Linked DNA regions of Mus musculus: region 2 is linked to region 1. The links are chromatin contacts, called in public Micro-C maps. All regions are on one chromosome and are shown on one strand. Each heading gives the region's core, a stretch centred on a gene start, on an enhancer-like site or on the middle of the called end of the contact. The rest is flanking DNA. Distances are from core to core; before and after follow the strand shown.

What was found. A called contact is a pair of places that touch in the nucleus more often than the background predicts.
Region 2: a contact with region 1 is called in a Micro-C map of embryonic stem cells, with 11 times the contacts expected there. The contact joins the promoter of Map4 here to the promoter of Dhx30 in region 1. A contact is called at or near these places in 1 of 39 promoter capture datasets (neural stem cells), 2 of 15 datasets of contacts at CTCF or cohesin (the NIH/3T3 cell line and embryonic stem cells), 11 of 484 Hi-C or Micro-C datasets (the N1E-115 cell line, cerebral cortex, embryonic stem cells and 5 more), 14 of 115 datasets of contacts at active chromatin or transcription factors (the SCID.adh cell line, bone marrow-derived macrophages, craniofacial prominence and 9 more) and 5 of 9 other capture datasets (adipose tissue, embryonic stem cells, liver and 2 more).

Annotation. Positions count from the first base shown.
Region 1 is chr9:110,116,257-110,119,550 of GRCm38.p6, reverse strand. It overlaps Dhx30 (DEAH (Asp-Glu-Ala-His) box polypeptide 30), which reads left to right and starts at 1,935. Exons shown (of 23, transcript NM_001252682.1): 1 at 1,935-2,193. It also overlaps Gm10615.
Region 2 is chr9:109,930,502-109,933,429 of GRCm38.p6, reverse strand. It overlaps Map4 (microtubule-associated protein 4), which reads right to left and starts at 1,656. Exons shown (of 19, transcript NM_001205330.1): 1 at 1,490-1,656.

The sequences.
Region 1 (3,294 bases), core at 686-3,185:
TAGCTTCAATGTGGATGCTAGGAATTGAACTTGGGTCTTCTAGAAGAGCAAGTGCTCTTAAGTGCTGAACCATCTCTCCAGCACCCACTTTCTACTTCATTGTGGGGACAGTCTTTCAATGGAGCCCAGGCTGGCTTCAGACTTGTAGCAAATGGGGGTTAATCCACACAGTACTACACTCAGAAACTTTGATCTATTTTCTGTAAAAGCCTACACATTTATTTAATCTGTTGGCCATAGTGAGCCATTGTAGTCTCAGGACATACTTCTCGACCAACACTCTTAGCACTCAGCAGTGGGCAAGCCTTCTCTTGTGTCCCTAGCACGTCACACCTTTCTAGTATTTATCTCTTTCCTTTGGCTCCCCCTTTTCCTCTTTTCTACTAGGATACTAGGCTTCCTGAGGCTAGGGTCATATTGTCTACATACCTGCCTATAAATAGCAGTCTCTCAAATTACCAGCACAAGGATTTGTTTGCCTGTTCGAGATCCAGTCTTGGATAACTCAAACTGGTCTATATGAAGCTTGCCTTGAAGATCCTGTTTCTATAGGGATTCCAAGTATGTACCAAACATGTTGGGCACTGCAGGGATTTCTATGTTTTGTTTTCAAGAAGCAATTCTTTGTTTCACCTCCTTCATTTCTCCTAGCCTTCTGTGCAATCTAGCAGGAAAATAGCAACTAGTATACTTTCCTTCCTTCCTTTTCTTTCCGTCTTCATTTGAAACAGGGTCTATGTTGCGCTGACTGGCCTGGAACTCTTCAGATCAGAGATCTGCATGTCTCTGTCTCCAGAATGCTAGGTTTAGAAGCATTTCTTGCTATGCAATCCTGGTTGGCTTCTAATTCCCAGTTGTCTTGCTCCAGCTTCGGACCAGCTGAAGTCACCTGTGCTGTGGCACACAGCTAACAATACATTTAAATGGCTGCACAAAAAATAGCATAGGAAAACGGACTGGAGATATGGTTCAGTGGTTATGAACACTTGCCTGATTAGTAGTTTTGTTGTTGTGTGTGTTTTGGTTGATTTGACACAAGCTATAGTCATTTGGGTAGAGAGAACCACAATTGAGAAACTGCCCCCACCAATCTGGCTTTTAGGCAGGGTGGAGGTTTTGGGAGGGTGCCTCCCCTGGGGAGATAGTAAATTCTGGGGCTGTTGTATCAGCCATGAGGCAGTAAGCAAGGGTTCCTCCATGTCTTTTGTTTCCATTCCTGATATGACATTACTCAGTGGCAGGTTGTCACCTATAAGGTGAGAAGTGGTATTTTTACCTCAGCAATAAAAAACCTAAGATAACAGCTGGCCGACAACAGCCTGTAACTCCAGCTTCCAAGGATCTGATGCCATGTCACTTGGTACCACACACATGCACATAGAATTTTCTTCGTCTGTTTTAAATTACGAGCTATTGTATTAGTTCTCCAAATATCACGAAAGGGCACATCCTCAAATATTGTCTTCCCAGCTGTGAACTACTGCCCAACGCCACTGAGTTTCCTTTATCGACGGCGGATTTCATTGAACCCATGCTTCACTCTGTTCAGAGGACAAACAGGCAAACCCCCTCCCCTCGCTCCTGAGTGTCGATGTGGCCTAGACTCGCAGTCGTCCCTCACCACAACCCCCCGAAGCCAGCAGCAAGCGCTACCCTGTCCTTTGCCTGGTTTATGTCTCTGTGAGGCAAAATCGCTCACCTCCCTAAAAGTGCAGAAGACCAAGGGGAGACGCAGGAGAGAAAAGGCGCGACGGACACAGAGCTGCGGCTGGGGATGGAGAGATGAGCCTGAGATGGTCACCCGTCCCCAGCTCCCGCCGGCTCTCGCCGGCTCCCACGGCACAGGCCACGCGCGTCCCCGGCCGCTCCGCCGGAAGTCCCGCCTGTGTCTGGGGCTACAGCCGCGCTCCCTCCAGCCAGTGCCCGGGTGCAGGCGCAGACTGACTGTCTCGCGCTGTGGGCTGAGGAACACTAGAGACAACCTAGGCAGCCGAACCCATCGCGAGCCCCAAGGCAGCGGCAGCCCGCACAGAGAGCCAGGCCGAACAGAGCCGGGGCCGCAGGTGGGACTTCCGCCTCGGGACCCGGAAGAGACCGCGCCGTCGCTGGTGGGAGTTGTAGTCCGGCCGTAGTTGGGGGGGCCCGCGGCTCATGCGCCGTGCACCGAGGCTTGTTTCACATCTGTAACAACAGGTGAATTGGGCTTTTTATTCTACCCTTTCGCGCCCCTTGAAGCAGCCTGACACGGTCGGGGGTGGTCGGCGCGAGGAGGGGTCCCGAGTCCGGCTAGCGGCCTGGCAGAGAGTGGGAAGGAGGAGCTGGCGAGCCCGAGGAGCAGGCCGGGCATCCTAGGCCTGCCCGGGAAGCCGGCCGGGCCGAGCCGTGGGCAGCCAGGCCTCGGCCTGCCGTTGCCATGGAGCCGGGGCGGGGCGGGGGCCAGACCGGTCCGCCGGGGCGGGCCTCACTGCCAGGGGCTCAGCGGAGGCCGAGAGAGGCGGCTTCATTGGCTCGACGACGCCTTCGCCTCAGGGGATGCTCGGTTTTCCCCAGGCTGGGCCCGGAGGAAGTCTCCGGAGTGCCCGAGACCTTTGTCTGCCCCTCCTCCCACTGTGCGGGTCAGGACCGTTCCTCTAAAGGGAGGCCTTGGTGCATTTTTGACTCTTCTGGTTTGCCTCCTTTTGCACCGACCTTGTCAGTGGGGGAGGCTAAGGGGTGAGGTGTTCTTTGTTTGCTGGTAGTGACTTGTCCCATTTTGCAGGGGAAGACCTAATGCATGGTGGGTCCTTTGTTTGCAGTGAAGTGGAGTTCCCAGGGGTCTTCAGAATCCTCAAGCCAAGAGTACAGCGTCTATGTGCTTTCTAGATAGTCCTTGTGTAAGCAATATTGGTCTTTTAATTGCGGCTTTCCAATGCAGAGACTGTTCACCTTACAACCCCCAGTTCATGGGTGTTCGCCATGCATGGTAGCAAATAAACTGCTGCCGTCCAGCTGCAAGGTCTCAACTTGTTTTTGGATGCAACCTACTGGCCAGAGTAAAATTACACCTTTTCTAATGATTTTCCTTGCAACGGTTTCTTGGAATGCAGTGACCCCAGCGCCATGTGCCATGCACCTCTTGACTACATCTTATAATTTATACTTAAATCTCAGAGTCTGACATTTCCAGGCAGGAGAACTCTTTCCTGATTTTATTATATATTATTATTTAGATTTATGATAATGCTTTTTACTTCTACATTTATATATTCTTTGACAAAGTTTCTATGTAGGTGTACCCCACCTGACACCCAAAGA
Region 2 (2,928 bases), core at 407-2,906, 190 kb after region 1:
AAAAAGTTACAAAGTTGCAAGTACCTGCATCATAGTACAGACAGATCCAGCCTCTTGCTTAGCAACTGCAGTGTTGTCTACAAAACACTCAGCCTGTCATAGTCAGGGCATGACAACTGTTCACCCTAAATCCATGTGCTCAGCTTGGATTCAGGATTGATTTATAAAAATAGCTGCTGCTGCTGGTCTTTGAATCTCTGCGCTGATGACTGGGCAGTGTTACCCTATAGGCCTAGAGCAGCTGTATTTCCCTTACCACACCCATCGCTCTGCCTACCCAGCCAAGCTGCCGGCAACCGCCCCCCTCCCGTTTGTCACCCTCCCACCCCCACCCCCCAACTCTACACCATACTATTCTCCCTCCTCCTGGGCTGAGTGAGCAAATTACAAGCACAAATATCCCCTGATGCAATGCCACAACCATCCCTGGGAAAGAGCAGAGGCAGTTGCCAAAAGCGCAGCAGTAGGAAAACGGGCGGGAGACACTCGCAGGGAGCAAGAAACACTGCAGAGGCCCTGGGGAGAAATTCTGTAACTGGACCAGCGGAGGGCAAGGAGAAAGGGGGATTCCAGCAAAAGGCTGGGTAACACTAATCTTGCCTGAGAAGTACAGGCTACAACTCCGCTCCAGGAGGGGGCGAGTTCTGGATTCCTAAAACACAAACCTGTGGGGAAATCAGCCTCTTCCCCTAAAGACCAAATGCATTTAATCTACACAATCCAAGAGATAAGCAAACCCTCCCCAAAACGCCCAGGAGGCAATCTCAAGTAAAGTTGAGTTCCGACAGTAACAGTCCAAAAGAGCTCGTCCCGGGTGCTAAAATAAACCACAATCTCTGCTCCGAGTAACGTTTCCGACAGCCGCTGCTAGCCCTGGTCCCTGTTTCCGGACTCCGCACCCTTAACGTGACCCCTTTTGCATTCCCGAAGCCAGACACTAGATGCGCGTCAGTCCCCAAAGTGTGCGGGACCCACGCACACAAGGGCTCGAGTTGGATTCTCCAGACCACCCCTCGGCCCCACCCATAACCCCCAGAAGGGACACGCAGAGCTCGCCTCAGTCCCCACATACACGGACGCCCCTCCTGAAGCCTGGAGAAACGACCCCGGCGTCCTTCTGCATCCCGAACCCCACCCAAGGGCCCAGGCTGCAGTCGACCCTCAGTGTCCCGGCTCAGCACATGCCCAGCCTGAGGCAAGCCCCTCGGCTCCACAACCTCCGAAGCCCTGATACAAAATCTCTCCGCCCGCCTCGCCCCCTACGGTCCCCTCAGAAGGCGTCTCAGAAACTCCGAAGGTCACGCCCGCAGGCCCCCCACCAGGCCCCCTCTCTCAACCACCCCGGCGTCCCGTAGGCGGACAGCCACCGCCCTTCCCCGCCTCGGGAGGGACCTGCGGGGTCCCCGGCGGCCACCGCGAGAACCTGGGCGGGAGTCGTGGAGGTTAGTGAGGAGGCCGACCCTCCGATCTCAATCACAGCCGCACCTACCCGCCGCCGCCGCCGAGCCCAAGCCGGAGCCGCAGGAAGCCGGGAGAGGGCAGAGAGGAGCCGGGAGCAGCCGGGAGGAGCCGCAGAAGCCACAGACCTAGCCGGAGGGGCGGGGCACAGGGAGGTGGCCGCTTCCTCGTCGCCCTCTTGAAGGCCGGCACGAAGGCGGAGCGTGCTCGCCGTCAGCGGGTGCCGCCCCAGCCAATGGGCGCCACCGAAGGGCGGGCCGAGGCGCCGCGAACCAATCCACGCCGGCCCCTACTCCTCGCCCTCTCCGTGGAAGCAGCACGAGTGGCGGACCGTTGGCGCGGCGCGCGTCGGGGGTCTAGACTGCGGCCTCCCGCCCGCGGATGCCTCAGCGAATGGCGAGGCTCAGGCCGCCTCCGCCGTTCTGAGAGGGCCGCCGCTTCCTTTTCCAGCAGAAAGGATGCTAGTGTCAGGCGCACGCGCCTGCGTACGGGTGGGCCTGAGTGGGCCCCGCCGGCCCTGACTGGTGGGCTCTATGATGTAATCTGGGAGGGGCGGGGGCGGGGCCTTGGGTTCACTGCTAACCGCGAGGAACTGACTGGGAGCTGAGGGCGCAGCTCATAGTAGCTGCCTGAAACGTGGCTGGACCAAGTTGAGAAGGAACATTGTTGAATGCAAAACTGATTATATGGGGCCGGGCGTGGTGGCGCACGCCTTTAATCCCAGCACTCGGGAGGCAGAGGCAGGCGGATTTCTGAGTTCGAGGCCAGCCTGGTCTACAAAGTAAGGTCCAGGACAGCCAGGGCTCTACAGAGAAACCCTGTCTCGAAAAACAAACAAACAAACAAGAAAAAACTGATTATATAATTGGGAGTGTATTTAGTAACTTAAATAATTTCATGTTTCTTTTAGTTTTTTTCTTTTTTCAACGTAGTTACTTGAAAACTTAAAGATCACCTTTGTTCTGTTTTGGGTTTTTTGCACAGTGCCTCCCACCATAGCGCAGGCTGGCCTGAAATTCACTTTGCATCACCCACCTCCCTCAGAGTGATGGCAATCCCTCAGCCTCAGCCTCCTGAGTGTTGAGATTACAAATTTGAGCCGCCATACACAGCTAAAATTACCTCCTCCTACTCTCCTCTCCCCGCCCCCCTCCTCTAGAGTGTCACTACGGTCACATTATATTGCCTGTGCATAGTACTGGTCCAGAAGAAATAGTGATACCCAACTCCTTTATGCTTATTCCATGATCCACATATCTTAATCATCACAAGAGCCCTACATGGTTAATATATCCTCAGTGCCCTTTGTAGTTTTAGTTATGAGCCTTATCTTTAATAGTTTAATTTTCTCTCCAGCACTCCTCATTCTCATTATGTTAACAGGCAAGTTTAGTAACACCACAGTGTCAACAAGACAATGTTTGGCTAGTGGGGCTTTAACTTCAGTAGCCAGGTGCTAGGATTGTAAAC